2 separate regions of the Gossypium hirsutum genome follow, and region 1 is linked to region 2. Evidence: chromatin contacts called from public Hi-C data. All regions are on one chromosome and are shown on one strand. Each heading gives the region's core, a stretch centred on a gene start, on an enhancer-like site or on the middle of the called end of the contact. The rest is flanking DNA. Distances are from core to core; before and after follow the strand shown. Region 1 has its middle 19 kb from the start of LOC121223938. Region 2 holds the start of LOC107957434 (probable galacturonosyltransferase-like 1).

Evidence for each region. Hi-C and Micro-C count contacts between places; a contact is called where the count stands out from the background.
Region 1: a contact with region 2 is called in a Hi-C map of leaf, with 2.3 times the contacts expected there. The contact joins the enhancer-like site here to the promoter of LOC107957434 in region 2. A contact is called at or near these places in 4 of 34 Hi-C or Micro-C datasets (all in leaf).

What each region holds. Positions count from the first base shown.
Region 1 is chrD11:23,221,583-23,226,442 of Gossypium_hirsutum_v2.1, reverse strand. No RefSeq gene overlaps it. Among protein-coding and RNA genes, the nearest start is that of LOC121223938, 19 kb to the right of the region's middle. Within about 2 kb of position 1,557, at least 2 of the 9 cell types and tissues checked have an H3K27ac peak or open chromatin away from gene starts, as enhancers often do. A contact at or near this core is called in leaf, where this site is marked.
Region 2 is chrD11:23,143,600-23,148,614 of Gossypium_hirsutum_v2.1, reverse strand. It overlaps LOC107957434 (probable galacturonosyltransferase-like 1), which reads right to left and starts at 2,300. Exons shown (of 2, transcript XM_041106521.1): 1 at 1,051-2,300; 2 at 692-917. The coding sequence starts at 2,113. The coding sequence ends at 1,058.

The sequences.
Region 1 (4,860 bases), core at 308-2,807, 79 kb before region 2:
ATTCACATATCATATAACTTAATTTGCAAATAAAATGGGGTTTTAGTAATTTTCTAACTGAGTTGGGATCTAGTTGATGGATGAGATAAAATTAGTAAAAAAACTTAATAAATAGTATATATAGATATACAAATATATAACTTATTAGAGTTTCAAATGAAAATTAGAAATTATTTTAATTCAAATGATAAATAAATAAATAAATTTTATATACATAATATTCTTGATTCAAATCGCATCATGGATATATTTTTATTGATTTATAAAAAGATTAAAACACGCGTCATATAATTTACTTTACAAATAAAAATTTAGATTTCATTAAAATGTTTGATAATGTAGTTTTTTTTTTTCACTCAAATGCTTCATTATGTAGTCTAAATTGGTATGGCTAATACTCCCAGGTCCCAAGCCAATAAGCCCCCGGGGGTACTGTTCTCCTTGAATTAGATATAATTTTGTTCAGAGAGATTTAACTGATCCTAAGCTGTAGGACCTCTTGGGCTTATCTTAGTGAACATGGTTTGAGAGTGATTATATAGTGATCACCTCACCTAGTTGATTTTGAGTAGATGACCGTTGTTCAGGTGCTTCATTAGACCTTAATATCGCCACACGATGGCCAAAGTGACTTCGCCATTTATAGAATTCAACATGGTCCCAGATAAAGCAGAAAACAAAGAAAAAAAAATCTTGGAGATTATACAGAATCAAACTATACTACTTAAATTGTAGGAAATCTACAGTTTTCTTAACTTTTTTTTCCCTCTTTGGTGGATGTGGATAGAACTCTGAACACTTATTATGAATGTATAATTTCATAAACCGCTTGTTTCCAGATTCACCATTCAAACTACATCAACTTTAACCACGCAAACCAGCAACATTTTGAAGCAGGCTTTGACAGAGGATGAACCAGGGAATTTGGGTTTAGATTTTTTAACCTCTTCTGATCCCACTGTTTGCTTATTATTCCAATGATGAATCCGGCTGTACTTAATCTGCTTCTCCTTCCACCACTTGTTTGCTACAATTCCTTTCTCTTTCTTCTTATTGGTGGTCATCGTCAAGGGATAACTTCTTAAGTACTTTTGCCTCATCAGATACCTTTCATTGCTGCATATTCTGCGTAGTTTGGTAGGGTTTTGTAAGTGGCTACAGCTATCTAAACACCCTAAGCTACTCTCCATTTCTGTATTTTGTTTATGATGCTATTATCCTGCGGTAAGCATAAAGCTGTTCTTGATGTTTCTTTTGAAAGGGATTTGGATGTTATATAATTTGCATTTGGTAATCTTAACATAGGTAATGGGGCGTTAAGGACTCTGAAATTAAGGTTTCGCACTTATAAATATGGAGGAAACTGTTTACCTGGCCGGGTCTTGATAGGAAATATGAATAAATAAATGACGAAATAAATAGGTTTGATTTCGTTTTGTTTTTTTTTTTTTTTGTAAATTTAAACGTCGGGGGTTTCTCTCAATTATACAGAAATAAATGGTTATTAATGACTTTTCATTAGGCTATAATAACTTCACTGATGAAAAAAAATGGATACACGAAGGTTATGGCCAAGGGCCCATGGCTTAAAAGCGACAAAACAACACGAGTGGGTAGAGTTGACCTGGACTGCAGCCCAAAATTTTTTTTACAAAAAGTCAATCTAGGCTTATTTTTGGACCCGCGAAATTATGTATGTGAACTTTTTTAAATCGGATTAGTGATTGAATCGACCAAATGAATGATTCAATGGTTCGATCGATTTGATTAAAGATTTATTAAAAATTAAAAAGAAATTAAAATTTTTAAAAATACTTGGTTCTTAGCTAGTTCAACCACTGATTCAAACAGTTTTTAGTCGATTCAATCGGTTCGTAGTCTAATAGATTTAAAGTCACTCTCCAGACTGATACTCCGATCGATTCGCAATTCAATTCAATTCAAACAACATTGTTGTAAACTAGTTTTAATGTTAACTAATAATAATATCTTTTCATTTTTATATTTTTTATATTTTTATAATTCAAATCAAGTTGGGCTAGCTGCATGGCCATGAATAAATGTAGTTAAAACTAGTAAGACATTGACTTAACAGACTAAGGAGAATTTTAAAATTTTAAGTTTGAGTTTTATCATGTGTAAACATTATATTTGAGTTCTCAGTTTAGATTTTCTTTAGTACAATGATAATTCGAATTCAAGTTATTCTTATGATAAATGAATACCCAACCAATAAACTACAAATTTAGGTCCTTCTCAATTTAGATTTTATTCTTAAGTATCACTATGTGTGGGCCTTGTTGGGATATTATTTCAATTATTAATTTAACCGTGTTTTGTGTTAGCTAATTTTGACAATAGATATTTAGATATGTATTTTGCACTTCCAATTATGATTATACTTATTGTGACACCCCTAATTTGACCCTAGTCGAAAAGTGGTTTCGGGACCACAAAATCGAGTCATAAAAATAATTAGCCATCATATTTTATGACTATTATATGTGAATACGAATGTGTGAAAGTTTTAAGCTTTGATTTAGTAAATTGCATGTGAATTTAGTCAATAGGACTTATGTGTGACACTTTTGAAATGTGATAGGTCAAAACATAAGGATCTATTAGTGCATGAAATAAAAAGGGTGGACTTGCATGTCAATTTCCCCCCTAATTAGTAGTGGCCGGCCATGAGCATGAGAGTGGACAAAATGTTATGGGGTGAAACATGTTGGAAACATGTTGTGTTAGTGTGTTATGGGAGAAAGAATATAATAAAAGTTAATGAAATAAATGAAAAAACATGTTTGAGGTGAAAATAACAAGGCCATTTTCTTCTTCTTCTTGCCGTGAGTTGAGAAAGAAAATAGAAACCTTTGAGCTTAGGGCATTCGGCAAAAGAAGGCTTCAAATAAGGTAAGGTTCATGTTATTTTCTTTGAAAAGTTGTGAATTTTGGTTGGTTTTGAAGCTTGCAACAAGACCCATGTGAAAATTTTTGTGTTCATGAAGCATGTAGCAATCGGTCATGAGCTTAATGGGGTATATTTTGTATGTTTGATGATTTTGGGAGGATAATTGATTCTAGTTGAGTATGAACAAACTAAATGTGCTTGATGGCTCAAATGAGCTTGGAAAGTTGGCCAATGTTGTTTAAATTCATGAATTAGGGCATAATTTCATTCGGCCATGGAAATTGAGCATGGAAAAAAAATCTGGTGTGGGATATATGAAGCTGAAAATTTAGTTTGAAGTGTGGTAATTGTGTTAAAGATGAACATTAAACCTTAAAGCATGATTTAGTTTAACCAAGGGAGAACTTGTATATTTGTAGGAGGGCATGTTTGAACGTGTATTGATAATTGATTTTGAAGGTTCGGCTTTATGCCTTGATAGTTGGTTTGAAGTATATGATGCCTTGGTATAAATATATGTGCATTCGGTTACCTTCATAACATGCATTTAAAGTGTCCTTTGGATGCAATTGCTTATGCACTTGAGGGGATATGAGTTAATTTTCTTTATGGCAAATTTGGATAAGAAGCTAACTAATAATATGCTAAGGTAGTCATGTGGATAATCGGCTTTGTGAATATTATTAAAGGTGTAATTAGTTATATGCATAGGTCATCGGAAAAATTGACCACATAACTAGTATATGTATATAAGGCGACATGGTGATACCTAGGTAAATGTATTTGGGATGGTTTTTATGAAATACCGAATGTGTGCAGATGTATCGAGGTGTTGCCTTATGTATGAGTTTCATTGAGAAGATTTACCTTGTTGTTTTTAATGATATAACAAGGTGATTAAAATAGTTTAAATTTTGTTAATTAAGCTCAAGAGCATAGAGGGGCAATTTTGGATAAAGAGAAAGTAAACGAATAGCCGTGGATATCTAGTCGTCGACCACTTCCGAGGTAAGTTTTAAGTGATTAAACGTTGAGTAAATTCAATCATAATAGGACATAATGAGTTGATTTAATAAGATATGATGTGGCCATGATATGTCTTAAACTCAAATGGTAAGTTCATATGTGTTTGGACTTGGAAATTTAAGAGCAAATTGTAATAATTTGCTTTGAACAGCAGCAGTAACGTGATTTTAGAAAATCACTATAAATTGTTGGTGTGGAATTATAGGCTGAATAAAATATGTAATCAAAGCTTATTTAGTCTAGTTTCTTATAAAAGAGACCTTGGAAGCAAAGAAATTTCCTATAAAGAGATATTTAAAGTTGTGTGGGACAGTGTCAGAATGACTCCGAAATCCCCTGTTCTGTTTTTAGAAAATCATTATAAATTGTACAAAAATGGTTATAAGATAAAATTTATATGCTTACACTCCTTAATGAGTCTATTTCAAATGAAATCAAATACAACACATTTTGAATTCTGTAAAATGAGAAATTTGATTCGTAGTGAGGAGTGGTCAGATTAGTCAAACAGTGAAACAGGGGAAACTTTAAGAAAAATCTGGTATTTATTGGCCAAACCTAAAATTCTGGAAATTTTATGGATGGAAGATATACGAGTCTATATTCAGGAAAAATTAACGGCAAGTGATTTGGAGTTTTGTAGCTCCGGTTATAAATAATTTAGTGACCATTGCTCAGGAAAATAGCTCGTAGTGAATATGTGATTTTGTTGTAAACATGGATAAAACTTGTTTTAGTTGCTCATAAGCTATTGATTAAACCCATACTTGAATTCTAAATCGTGATATTGTAAGCTTATGAGTATTCGAACATGAAATGATAGTATGGCGTAAAATTGAATTATTCATTGGAAAGTGATGGATGTAGATTCGGCCAAGACCAAGTCTGTACATAATAGTATATGTGGTATGTGAAGTATATTT
Region 2 (5,015 bases), core at 1,051-3,550:
AATGAAAACATCATTATTATTTTCGTGAAATTTATTTAATTGAACTGCAAACTAATATAAATTAGTTGAATTGAACTAAAAACTTAATTGAATTGATAGATATTGATCTAATGAATTTTAAATAATTTATTTAATAGAATGGTTCATACCAACGAATCCACCAAGATATTAGTCCAAAGAAAAATTTTAGAACAATTGAACTGCAATTGATTAAACTATGCTAAAAACCTAATTGAACTGATAGATTTGATTGTGAAAACCTTAAGCAATTTTACTATTGGAATAGCTAGATTTACTGATATATATATATTCAAGGATATAGAGATTATAAGTACAAATAGAGATTATTTAAAAAGAATAAAGAAAATGTAATTAAATGGGAAAAGTAAAGCTAGCTGGTCCATCAAATATCAATCTCAAGAATTTAGTCAAAGTATGAAAGGTACATGTCTAGCTTTGGCAGGACAGTAACAACCCCCAAAAGTAAAGGAGGGAAATTAGAAAATAAAGAACCATAAATAATAAAAGTTAGAATAGTAAATTATTTGTACCCATTACCATGTATCCCATGATAAAGCTTCCTCTTCAAATTTAGAAACTGCAAGAATTATATAGGTAGTAAACAAACTGGGCACTGTTAGAAAATGGAAACCAATTACTGAACATGTATATTGTCTTCAACAACCTCATCACTTTAACAATCAAGCAGCAATTGAAATTAAAAAGAGAAGATGAACATAAAATTTGAAACCAATTTATTCTTCTTGATCTATAGCTGTAGTTGTTATATATACTGTTTTCAATTACATAGATGGAAAAGAAAACAAAAAGTAGATTAATGTAGTAAGATTGTTAAAGCTCTGTTGTATAATCTATGAACATTGAACACCTCCCCCCCCCCCAACATTTGCCACCATCTGCAAGAGAGAAACATCTTAATTTTACACTCAAATCTATGTTGTGTGTATGTTCTATGGCCTCATCCAACTAAAAATCTCAGGCCTAGATATGAAAACATAGAGTAATCATATATAAAAATAATTAAGATACCAAAATTTTAGGACTCCAAGGCAAATGGTGTTTGCAGCAGATCATACGGAGCCCATAAAGCATCCAAAGGACAAGGTCTGTTTGCATCTAATCTCACCCATGGCTTCCCTTTCCCACTCCAATGCAGTAAGCTAACTGGACCAGGATGCAAATTTCTACACAATCCTCTATAGTTATCTCCTCCGAGGCCATGTTGGTTCCATCGATGATCAACTGGAGCTATATTCCCTGCAAAGACGAGTAAAAACGGTGGCAAAGACCCTAACTCATAGATCCTCATTCTCTTTTGAAGCTCCATCCATTCTATAATCTTGGTAGTGTAATCTCCTTGTCGCCATCTTTGCAAATCTATCACCATTACCCCAGTGTTGAAATAACAGGCTTTGCGTCCGGCAAATGTTAGAGATAACGTTGGGTTTGACCAGAAGGTTGGGGTGAAGTAGGAAGTGAAGTTGGCGTTGCAATACTCCGGTGCAGCTAAAACCGAGCGGTCTCCGAGCGGCGTCGCGGCGAGTTTAGCAATGTCGTCGACGAGGACGAGGTCTGAGTCTAAGTAAACGACTCGGCTGAGACACGGTGGGAGGAGGTTGGCGAGGTAGTTGCGGGCATAGTTTAGAGGGCAGTCAAGCGCCGAGCGGATGGAGGTGGAAATGAGTCCCGACACCTTGGAGGAGTCGTATGGGTAGATTTGGAACTTGAGGGAAGGGAAAGAGCGGGAGATAGTGAGGCGGAGGTGTTGGTGGTTGGCTGTGGAGGAGGGGATGAAGTGGAAGCGGATGTTTTGAGGGCAAGAAGAGTGCTGGAGGACGGAGAGAATGGCAGCCATTGACCCACGTAAGTAGGCAGCGTCTAGGGTCATTGCAACATGGACAGCTTGGTGGGAGCACATTTCATTGGTGTCCAAGGAAGGGCAAGCGGGAGAGTTGTAAAACTGTGGAGCTTCTTTGAATATTTGATAATTAGTGGTAGTGGCGGAGGCAGGGGCAGAATTGGTGGCAGTGATGAGGAGGAAGAGGAGGAGAAGAAGGTGGTGTCGGTGGAGGTGACCATGTGGTTCAGGCATTTTGTTGGAGGGAATCCAAGAGGATATCGGAAATTAAGAAAGGGCTATAAAGTGTTTAGACTACGTTTATTAACCCTTTTAAGAGTGGGGGCGGGGACGGATCCTTGGTTCCCACGGTGCCAAAAAAGGGGTGCTGCAGCCACCCAAAGTAAAAGGTTTTTGAAACAACTCAAACTCTCAAGTCTTTGGCTTCACATTTGCTTGTTGCAAAATGTTTTCCCTTTTTATAAAGAAAAAGATCGCATATTGAAAATGAAGCAACATATATTTAAATTTTAAATCTTAAAAATAATCATATGAATCTATTAAATTAATTAAAACCATATATTTACCTTCTTCTTTAATGCTCCTTGTATTGATTGACATAATTACAAAATTGCAGTCAAGTCAGTTGGTGATTTATATGGTAATAGGGTTTAATGAGTACAAATATGGTAGCAAATCAGGTCATTACGACATAGTTTCCGTTTTATGGTAAGATATGGAATGTCTTTCATTCAAGATTTGCTAATTAAACATGGTAAGGTTGGGAAAGAAAATACGTTAAAACTAGCCTTTTTACTGTATCTAGAACCCATTATGTAAACATTCTTTCTCCAATTTTCTTGGTTTTCATTCTTTTTCACCATATAAAAAAAAATAGACAAAAAGGGCGGATTGTAGTTAACTTGAATTTACAATGACGTATTATCAACGATCTAGTTGAGCCATCCACGTCTAGGAAAGCCCTAGCACAAGAGTTTTTGCCTTCAATCTAAGGATTTGCATGTTCAGCGTAACCAAAAAAAAAAACATTAAAAATAGTATTATTTTATTCTTTTGGTCTCTAATTTGATCCACATATTCCGTGAAAAATTAAATGCAGAAGCTTACCGGTGTCCTAAAGTTAAAAATGCAGTAAAGCTAAATAATATTATCAAGGCAACGTCGTCCCAGTCCAGGTGGCTGCAATATGTGGGTCCATAGAGTGCCACCTAAGCAAGTCATAGGTAATCATTAAAGACAAAACGGAAGTTCACTTTTGTTAGGAGATAGGGACATGGAAACCAAGAAATTGGTGGGAAATGCTTCTCTTAACTAGACATTTTGCCTTCCCTCTCACTCTCACCTTATCTAACTTCTTGTGTTGTATCACGAATATGTGACCTAACCAGGGCTCCAGCCTTCCATAATTACTAAAACCGTCCACTTCTATTTTATTCTTTTTTGAAAATTACATGCCCATATTCACCATGTTCCATAATAATATCTCCCTTTTTCTTGTATCACATAATATAATGTTATAAAAGCCATCGTTTGTCATATTCGCAAGAATCCAATAAGTCTTTCCAAGTGTTGATTATTATTTTCTATTATTTCATACATCTTTGATATTTTTAAAGTATAATTGCAATTTAGAGATAAAATGAGTTATACAAAACTTGTAACTTGATTTTCTTGGCCAACATAAAGCTTCTTACCTAATTGGTCTTAATTTATATTATACGCTTACAAGATTAACATGAAAAGGAAGATAACACAGTATATGGGTAGCTACTTTCGAATTCCATTGTACTCAAATAAGTTAGTTGCCCTTAGTTATTAAAACAAAAGGATGTGAGTGGGACATGCATGGTTCCCTCTTTCATTAATAGAGTTTACACGAAGCAATTAATATATAAACCGAAGGCAAAGCTTTGCATGTGCTATACACATGACAAACCCCCCTATTTCTCTCTACACGATGACCCCAGCCTTCTTAATTAAACACCCCTCTTCTTTATTTTCTTTGATTAGATCCCCTTCGAATTTCCTCTCTGGATCTTTGATATAAAAAGGAAAAAAAAAAAGTTGAACCTCATGCAATCATGCTACCCTTTTCAACCGACATTGACAACCTTCTGCTGTCGGCACTGCCATCTCTCACCCCTTTATTTTGAAAATTAAGTTTCGAATCTTACTTTTTTTTTTCTTTAAAATAAATAAAGAAATTACGACTAAATCGTTAAATATGGAATCAAATGTTTCGACCTAAGCCACACGGTTTAGCCCCACAATGTGAAGATGATAGTTGAAAAAGGAGTAAAAGGGGTCAGCTTCAAGCGGCAATCCCCATAGTTTCACTCACTCTCAACTCTCAAACTAAGATTTGTCTTCGTAAAGTTAGGTTTGGTATAATATTTTCATATATTTTACCGGCACATAATTTGTATTTAAATAACATTAACGAGTGCCAATACGCAGGTTTCTATCTACAAAGTTCAAGTTCTATATTTTTAAATACTTTTTTCAACCTTTTTGTTTTCTATATTTTGACTTTTCTAGCTAGTTAATATCATAAACTTCAGCATTTCTGTCTCATTTGATTATATTTATAAATTTTAGCTACTTGAGATCATGTTAAATATTCTCATTTCATAGGTGGAACTTCAACCGTCCCTCCCCCCTCTCTATATATATATAGAAACAACCATAATAAATAAATAAATAAATTACACATAGAATCATTCAACTATAAAAAAAGTTTTATTTTAAACACTCAAAATAAAGAATTTACAATTCAAGCATCAAAGTTATATAGTTTGGTCATTTTGATTACTCCCGTTAAAACCACAAACGTCAACCTAACGTGACAGTTAAAAAATCAATATAATAACAAATTTAACCCTTAACTTTTACATATTATATCAATTTAATCATATTTTTTAAAAAAATAACCCTCAAAATTTAAAACTAATCTCAAATTAATTTTGTATCTAAAAAATTCAATATATATATATAAAAATACATAAATATTTTTTAAAAAATAAAAAATACATGAAAATTCTAAACTTGAGTTGATCGGCCTTTTGGAATCTAACCCAACTTTCTTGCTTTACTTCTTTTAAGTTGTTAACACTGCAATTTGGGTTGAATTATCCAA